2 separate regions of the Gossypium hirsutum genome follow, and region 1 is linked to region 2. A link is a contact called in public Hi-C data. All regions are on one chromosome and are shown on one strand. The core of a region is the stretch at or near the end of the contact, and the rest is flanking DNA. Distances in the headings are between cores, read along the strand shown.

Region 1 (4,475 bases), core at 835-3,334, 44 kb before region 2:
AAACCAACAATAGATGTGCCCAGCACTAGTAGGTATAACCATTAAATGGGGTGCCCAGCACTTCACAACACGTAGTCATAAAACCCTGAACTCTTCCTATCCTATGGCATACTAATTATACTCGACCTTGCCCGAATAGTTAATAGGGTAACATAATTAGGGGTTCAATTCATAAATCAATTCATTAATTTCATAATACAGTTTCATCAATCCAAATAATTCAATCATATGTATATATGCTCATACCAACATATTTTCTTTCCATAATATAATCAATTTCAGTTTTCAATAATACTCAATACAATCGCAAGTACAAGTAACCAATTCAACCATTTCAATACATATCACACTAATTCAACTTTGTAGCTTACCTTATAACTCACCATATAATGCAATGTTCAATGCAACAATTAAAATAGCTCGGATTATAGAAACATACACCATAGGTTCTGAGCAATTCGTCGTCGACCTTGTCTTTTCCTTTCTTTTTCGAGGATTTCGAGACGAACTTAGCTACGGAAGGAAACAATTAAAATAAATTAACAATACACAACCCAATTCACATTCAATTATAAAGTTCATACTACTTTTGCATAAAATTTAATTTAGTCCCTAAATCGAGACTAGCCTAACTTCTATATTTAACCCTAAATTTTTATACCAATTTCACTGTAAGCCAAATCTAACTCCATTTTCTCAATTCTACCCCTAAATTTTGAATTTCTCACAATTTGATCCCTATTGCTCAAAATCAACAATTAACTTCACAATTTAGTCCTTTTTCACTTTTAACCTAAAAATCTATCAAATTAATCCCTAAAGCTTTAACTACTCAACAATGATAACATCTAAAATCTTAAACAGTACCAAAAAATAGAACATGGGCTGATTAACTCATAAAATTGAGATTCCGAAAATATAAGAATTACAAAAAAAAAGAACAGATAAAATTACACAAACCAAATTAAGTTTAAACCCTAGCAAACCCCTTCCGTGCGTTTCTCTTCTTCTCCCTAGCCTTTCTTGTTTCGAAAATGAAGCGATTGAAAAGAGAATCATCACCTTCTCTTTCAATCCACTACTAGCATTTTGTTTTTTTGTTAAAATAATCCATTTTTAACTTGAAAACACTTTTTTAATCATTTTACCATTTTTAATAGTTTTAACATTTTTAGTTTTTTTTAAAATAGTTTTTACATTTAAAAAATGACAATAGTTATCATTTTTACAACTTTTTAATATTTAAAATAATTTTTACAAATTTTTTATAAATTTTAAAATACTTTTTTACAATTTTTTAATATTTTTAGAAATTTTAAATGATTTTTCAATATTTGTTATCTGGTAAACACTAATGAATGCTGGTCGCACATGCCACATCGTCAGTACATGTATCATGTCAATTTTTTTTTTAAGACTGTTAACTTTTAGGTGTCAAATCGAATAATAACATTTAATTGGTGAATACAGCAAGGCCGGGTTCATGCAAGCAAAGTTGGTAATTCGCGTGGAAAACGTTAGCATAGAAGATACCAAACATTATTATTATTTTATTAGATCATTGCTGAAGTTTGGAAAAAAGAAATTGAGTTTTCCAAAACTTTGTAAATATAATTTTAAAAACTAATAAAAAAATAAAACTAACCATTTAGCTCCAATAAAACTAAAAATAGCTAAAGCTTACCATTTATATCCAATATCTTCACATAAAGATAGCTTGAAATACGAGAAATAGAAAATTATTTTGATTTGATTCAACTTGTAGAAGAAGCTAATATTTTTTAAATATATATATACATATATATAAATTTCAAGTTTATAAATCGTTATCACAAACCAATTGTGTTATAGTTAAATTTTTAAAATTTATTTTGTAAATGTAATTTAATTTATTTATATCTAAATACAAAAAAGTTAATTAAAATTTTAAAGTCATTGAAGTCAAAGTTTAAATTAATTAATCTAAAAAAAATTAAACTGTCATATTTTAATTAAGAAGAAAAAGTAATAAAAAAGAATATCCAAAAAGTTGTGGGAGTACATGACAGCTGGGCTCTTACACTGCTCAATCTACCAATATCAAGTCTTCAATTTAAGTCTCATATCCCTAATTTGACATTGTTATACGGACGTGGTCCCCTTAATCACCTACTTCAATTCTTATATAAAAATTTCCTAAAATTTTGAATAATTGAAAAAAAATTACTTTTTTATTATGTACTTAAAGAATCTAAAATAAATAGTAAAATTTTGTATAGTGAAAGAGATTGGCGTTACTAACATACCACGTCAGTCATTACAATATAAAAATCAATTTTTTTGGTGAAATCATAGAGAATGGCATCACCTGTAAATACTAAGTAAATACTATTATTTCTCAATAATTAGAGGGCTAAAAAATAAATAATGGTGGTTGAGTCATGTAAAATGGCGCCACCACTTTATTATGTCAGGGTTATTTATTTTAGTTTTTAAATTTAAAAAAATATTATTTATTTGGTGGAGTCATATAGAATGGCGCCATCAATGTATTCTGTCACCTTTTTTTAAATTAATTTAAATTTAAAAATGATATTTTATTTGGTGGAGCCATTCTAGCGCCACCAGTGTCAAAATTTTTTTATTTTTTATTTAGTTTTTTAGAAAAATTATTACATCAAGTGGTGCTACTGAGAATGGCGTCACCACCTTCCATAAAAATGAATTTTTTTATTTTGGTGGAGTCATTCTCTTTGGCATAATCACCTTGGTGGTGCAACATATATAGATCTTGTTGACATTCTTGTAACAATTGAATTGGAAAAGAAGAAAAGAGAGAAATTGTTGTGTTTAGTTGGAGAGCTCAGAAAATTGTGGTGAAGAAGAATAACTCAGTATTTTTGGTGTACGTTCTTTTTTATGGTGAAATTGTAAAATGTGATGTTGGTTGTGTATTTCAAGTTCGATAGAGAGTAGAGTTGCGATTCAATAAAACTGTGAAGCTAGAAGAAATGAAAAGAAAGATTAGTGAGAAAATAGCTATCCGTTGTGTGGAAGGGCAATGTCCAGATTATTTTACAAGTTTCCAATCTCTACTGATCCATTGGAATTTTGTGAGATACAACTGTTAGATGATAAATACTTAGGCACTATGATGAAAATATGGTGGTCGGCTGAGAATGAGAACCCCCAACTAGTTGAGTTATTTGTTGAGTTAACCGACTTAGAGCCCGTTGAGAATGTTAGTCTAATAAGTCAACATTGCGAGTTTAACTTTGATCTTAATGTCGGATGGACAGATTAGTTAGACTGTGGAGGGGCATCGCAGATGCCCAAAAATCTAAATTATGTTAGGAGTTCATATAACAACCCTGTCTCGGGTCCCGATCTATATATACATCCGGAGATGATAGGTGTAATAACAGATTTTGCCCGGGTACAAATAATAAAGGGCCCCAAATAAACAAGTAGTCCATTTTTTTTACAAATAGGCTTATAGAGCCCAAAACCCGAAATACAACAGGGGCCCAAAGCTCAGTGGCCCAAATCATTTGCAGAAACCGTAGGGTTTCTGAAGAAGACCTTTGCGCCGCAGCCGTAACCATCACCAAGTCGAATCTTCATGATCTTCTCCTGCAAACACAAGAAAGGAAAGAAAATCAAATCAAACCAAATCAAATCAAGAAGATTTCTTGTTTCTATTTCTTGTATTTTCATTTGGCTATATAAAGCCATTGTTAATACTGTAAACGGGATCGGAATTTAGAAATAAAAAAAGCCCTATTTTCACAATACAAGCAGAGAAACGGACGCATTAAAAGGTTGTTATTTGCATTTTTTCATTTTTTATTTTATTTTATATACATACGATTGAAATAAATAGAAAAAACGAAAAGAAACCACCTGTGTTTGGAGCCCCAAATCACCGTGAAAGGCCGAGGGAATCGTCTCTGCGGAAAGACGATCGGGAACCGAAGAGTTTCCTGGGATTTTAGAGGGTTTTCCTCTACTTTTGAAGGATTTGAGCCCGGATTTAGACTCAGGGAGGCTAAAAGGTCAAACATGGAAATTTTTCCCCTCCGGCCACCGCAGACGACGGTGCCGGCACCGGAGATCAGTGGCCGGCGCAGTGGCCGGCGACTGACCGATGACCGACCTATAGTCGGAGGGCAGACCGAGGGGAGAAAATTTCAAAAGGGGTTTTTGTTTTTTTTATTTTGGTTTTGAAAATGATTTTTTTTTAGATGTTGGGGGCTTATATAAGGTACCAAAACGGTGCCGTTTTGGAGAGCCCCCAGATGCCTAAAACGGCATCATTTTGGGGAGGCCGACCTGACCCGGCCTAGGATCCGCGTGTTTTTTAGCGGAGGGGTAAATTGCATTTTTAGCCCCTCCGCCTTTTAATATATTTTCAATTAGTTTTTTTATTTTTTAAATCCGACCTTTGATTTATTTTAAATTCCAATTTAATCCTTTTGAACGGCGCCGTTTTAGAG
Region 2 (4,759 bases), core at 1,511-4,010:
ACCTTTTAAATTTTCATTAACGAATTATGGTTTGTTTCTGTGAAATTGAAAATCGTTGTGTGCTTGTGGAATTGATCATTTGAAAGGGGCGATTATTGTGGAATAGCTTAGAATCGGGTGTGATTTTGATATATTTTTGAGTAATTAAGGATTGGGGAGTGTTTCAACAACAAAGGCACGACCGGTAGCCAATTTCGGTGTGGTTTTGTGACCACACGGGTGGCCAGACGGACGTGTGCCCCCACACGAGCAGTTCACTCGGCTGTCGTGTACAATTAAGAATAAGGGTTTCTGAGCAAAATTTGGTGCCAGACGAACTGGCTATACGGCACTATGGCTGATTTGGAGATTGTAGTTGATATTCACATGGCCGTGCCCCTAGGCACACGGGCGTGTGTGTTTGGGGATTAGGGATTTAGTTTTTGGTGCCACACGACCGTGTGGCCAATTTGAGGATTTAGGGATCCTACACAAGCGTGTATTTTGGACATACGACCGTGTCTGGTGGGCACACTGGCGTGTGAAACCCTCACACGATTGTGTCTGCCCTATACTCTATTTTAGTACAAATGGATAGAGAGTTACACGACCTATTCACATGGCCATGTCCCTGGCTTACACGGGCGTGTGCCTCAGCCACACGGCCGTGTGGTCTTAGGTCACCAAATTTAGTAGGTGTACGCTTTTTATCTAAAAATGTGTTTGTTTGTTTTGACTCTTGGCTAGGCATTAGTGAAGGTAGTGAAGACTCTGATCTGGGCTTCGGCGTATGTGTTATTTGTGACTGTTGTATGAGATGTCTGACTCTGAACCTAGTTAGCTGGGTGTGTGGGTATATCTGTTTCTGTTTGACTGCTTTTTCGACGTGTTCATTGTTTTTGTGAGGTTGTAAGCATACACACACACTTGCATAAAGTAATTTTAGGGTTGGTTGTGAAGAGAAGGAAGACTGATTCTGGTCTGATCTGGCAGTTTTACTGCAACTTATTCGTACAACGGTTTACCACACTGTACCGTATGTACGTCAGCTTTGTTGCGTACTATTATCTGATTTGGCAGTTTAAGCTGCAACATGTCTTTACAGTGGGTTATCGCATTGCACTGTACTACATATATGCCAGTCTTGCTGCATATTATTATTTGAGTGGCTTAGTCCATATACAAGGTCCTATATGGTGTATTTGGTTGGATGAGCTTAAACAGCTCTTTTGGGGTGTGATCGGGGATGGAGAGGTGTTTTGGTTGCATTCATATGCATCTGGATGTGAGCTACTTGTTTATAATCTACCTGTTCGTTTTAACATTTATGACCGATTTTGTGTGCATGGAGGTGTTAGCGTAGTGACATTTTGGATTGTGATGATTAGTATTTTTGTATCGACCCGTTAACGGGTTTATCTGTTGAGTATTCTGTGTGTAATTTGGATGCTTTGACTGTTACGTTTGTTTGGGACATTGGTTTCGAGTTTGCTTTCTGTTTTTGTGTATCTTTGTAAGTACTTTTCGTTATCGAACTACTATTTAGTTTCTGATCTGTAATTTCGTTGTTAGATACGTTTTGAACTCACACTGAGCTCGTGTAGCTCAACCCCTTAGTGTTTCCCCTTCCAGGTACATTTCTGTTTTCTAATGTTAGACTCAGCATGCCGGAGGTCTTAGAAGGATATGTTTTAAAATGAGCCATTTGGTTCCTTCCCCAATTTTTAAGTCTTGTTAGATTGTTTTGGTTTGTATTAATTTTAAGAACTGCGAAAAAAGGGTTTTATGCGGATTTCTGCATAATGCTATTTTAGATTGAATTTGTTTTTTTTAACTACGGAATTAAGTTTCCGAACGCTTTAATGCATCTTGAGAATTTTTTATTTAAAATGATTAAACGTTTGTGAAATTATTTTCGATCACTTCGATGATCAATGTAACCTCTAAGATTCGGTCCAAACTTCTAGGCTAGGTTATAAGGTGTTACACCCACGACTGCAGCAGGAGTAGGCAACCACCGATTGACATCTTATCCGGTTTCGTCACCTGACACAAATCTTGGTACAACGTGGCCAACACGATTGATCCCTAACTCAGTCGTGTGTATTCTTTGAAGTCAGCTAGGTTTAGTAGCCACCAGCGTACCAAAATTTAAGATTTATCATGCATTAAAATGCCCCCAATTAACCTCAGATGAATGCTCGGGCACATTGTTCTTTGATGACGTTGATCGCGTTCGGAGGAAGCTCTTTGAAATTGGTTTCCAACCACTTCATCTATATTCGACCACCTTGAAACTTGTTCAGGATCTTTCCCAAAAATGCCTCACAAAGGTTCTCTTTATCGGGAATGATCGTTGACCCCGTGATGATTGACCTATCCACCGATAAATCGAGTTGCAAAGCCATGGTATTTGTAGAACATCTTTCCAAGCTAAAATTGAGAGAGTTGGATTTGAGAGAAAAAAAATTAAAATTGCATGGTATTTGTAGAAAAAAATTACCGTTGGAGCCCTTTAAATCTTTTTACCGTTGCAAGCCAACGTTCAAAAAGCCGCTGGAATTAATTGTTGACGGATGAGCTTTTTGTATAACTGATAGGAAAACGCGTTTAACTGATCACGTTTTCCATTTCTCTTCTAAAGAACGACCTGTTTCCCTAAATTAGAAAAATTACCTAAAAAAACTAAATAAAAAATTGACATATATGACTAATTTAATGGAAAAATCTTGAAAGAAACTTTATTTATAAAAATAAAACAAATTGAATATTATTGTTGTAGAAAGAAAGAGGAGGAGAATATGGCGGTTGCGAACGAATAGGTGGCTTGGTGGGCAAGGAGCGATGAACGCGTAAATATACCCAAATGCTAACTCTATACGGAAATAACAACTTCCTTATATATATATACAGTGCAACCCTACGGCAAGAGAGAGAAAGAAACCCTTTTCCTGCCTCCCCTCTATAAGGCTCATATACCACCTCAACCTGAATTACCCTAATCATTTTCCTTGTTTTGTTCCTCTATTAAATACCCCCAAACGCTTCCCACACCTTCTACCTACAACCACTAAAATTCCTCTCCTTTTTTCGTCGAAATCTGCGTCCCAGAACTTCTTTTTTTTCTGGCTCTTTTTCCCTTTTTGTTGGAATCAAACCATTGATCTTTTGGTATTTTTGTGAATGGTGGAAACAATTTGGAGCTGTAGTATATTGATGCTCTCCCTTTGCAAATCGAGGGCGAGCACTCTCCTTCCTCTTTCCGCTGCTTCTGCTTTCGCATTCGGTTCTTGCAAAGAAGGCTGGTACTACCGCTGCCTTGGCCTTGACCCATAAACAACCCCACCTCAATACCTCTATTCCTTTCCACCAATAACCCAGATTTGGTTTTTTTTTTGTTATACGCCCCACAAAATAACAAAACAAACCCTTGTTTCTCTTTTCTCGGTTGTTGGTGAATTATTCATTCGCCTGTTTTTGGTTTTGATTCTTTTTCATTTTGAATTTTGAACAAAATTTTTTTGAAAGAATGTTGCTTTACAAGCAGAAGAAGAGCCAGGGTCCCAAGGGCAACAGGCTCTTGATTAGCGTCACTGTTCTCGGAAGTGCTGGGCCGATCCGTTTTGTTGTTAACGAGGAAGAGCTCGTTGCTGCCGTCATTGATACTGCTTTGAAATCCTACGCTCGTGAGGGTCGGCTTCCTGTTCTCGGATCCAATCTTAATGATTTCCTCCTTTATTGCCCCAGTGCTGGATCAGATGGTATGTCGGTTTTCATTTCAATCTTTAAAGATTAAAAATTTCCAGGATTTGCTTATTTGATGTTAAATGGTGTTTTATTTGGGAAAATTAGTAGTATTCATGATTTTGGGTGTTTGGTATGTTTTTTCATTGCAGCACTAAGTCCATGGGAGACAATTGGATCACAAGGGGCAAGGAATTTCATGCTGTGCAAGAAGCAAAGGACTGAGAAAGTGAAAGACGACGGGAAGGCAGCTGAATCAATTAATAGGAAGGCAAGTGGGAATTGGAAGGCATGGTTTAATAAATCCCTCAATCTCAAGATTTCCTCCCATTAATTAAATAATTCCCAACCCTTTATGATCCTATATTTCTTGGGTTAGCTTTATTTATAAATAAAGCATTGAAAGTTAGTCTATTATCATTAATGGCCATGGTAGAGTGTTGCTTATGTTTTTCACCTTATTTCTCATTTAGGTGAGAAAAGACCTGCAGGAATAAATTGGAACTTGTTTTTCAGTATTTTGCCTTATGCGATAAGAATGAAGAGAACATTCATGGTGTGCTTGATTTTCCATTTCTGTCTTTGAAAGTGTTGCGTTCTATTGTTGAATGGCTTTTGATGGATGATTCTATTAATCTCATACTCTACGTAAGGTTTGGCTTACACCCAGTGTTCAAAAAGTTGTTCTGAATTGTCCATAAACATGTATTTTCAGTAGCTTATATCCATTGCTTGAAATGTTCTTCTGACTTGCCCTTAATATTGCAAGTTGCTTTCAAGGATTTTGATTTGGGAATTGGATATGGCTAGAAATATATAGGACATGATGGATGGACTGAATCATTCAGACTATGACCAATTTAAGAATTCTATTCAACATTATCGCCTGATGGATGCTTATTCTTAGGAATTGGTTCTTTTTATTGAACTTAAGACCCAAAATCAAACCACTTAATTAAAAGTGTATTATTGAGGAGCTGGTTGTGTGGCACTTTCTGAAGGGTCTTTTGAATAATTAGATGTTCGGTGAGGCGAA

Evidence for each region. Hi-C and Micro-C count contacts between places; a contact is called where the count stands out from the background.
Region 1: a contact with region 2 is called in a Hi-C map of leaf, with 3 times the contacts expected there. The contact joins the enhancer-like site here to the promoter of LOC121213668 in region 2. A contact is called at or near these places in 7 of 34 Hi-C or Micro-C datasets (anther, fibers, leaf and 1 more).

Annotation. Positions count from the first base shown.
Region 1 is chrD01:46,655,265-46,659,739 of Gossypium_hirsutum_v2.1, reverse strand. No RefSeq gene overlaps it. Among protein-coding and RNA genes, the nearest start is that of LOC121213669, 31 kb to the right of the region's middle. Within about 2 kb of position 2,084, at least 1 of the 9 cell types and tissues checked has an H3K27ac peak or open chromatin away from gene starts, as enhancers often do. A contact at or near this core is called in leaf, where this site is marked.
Region 2 is chrD01:46,612,122-46,616,880 of Gossypium_hirsutum_v2.1, reverse strand. It overlaps LOC121213668, which reads left to right and starts at 2,760. Exons shown (of 2, transcript XM_041086550.1): 1 at 2,760-3,740; 2 at 3,876-4,238. The coding sequence starts at 3,509. The coding sequence ends at 4,057.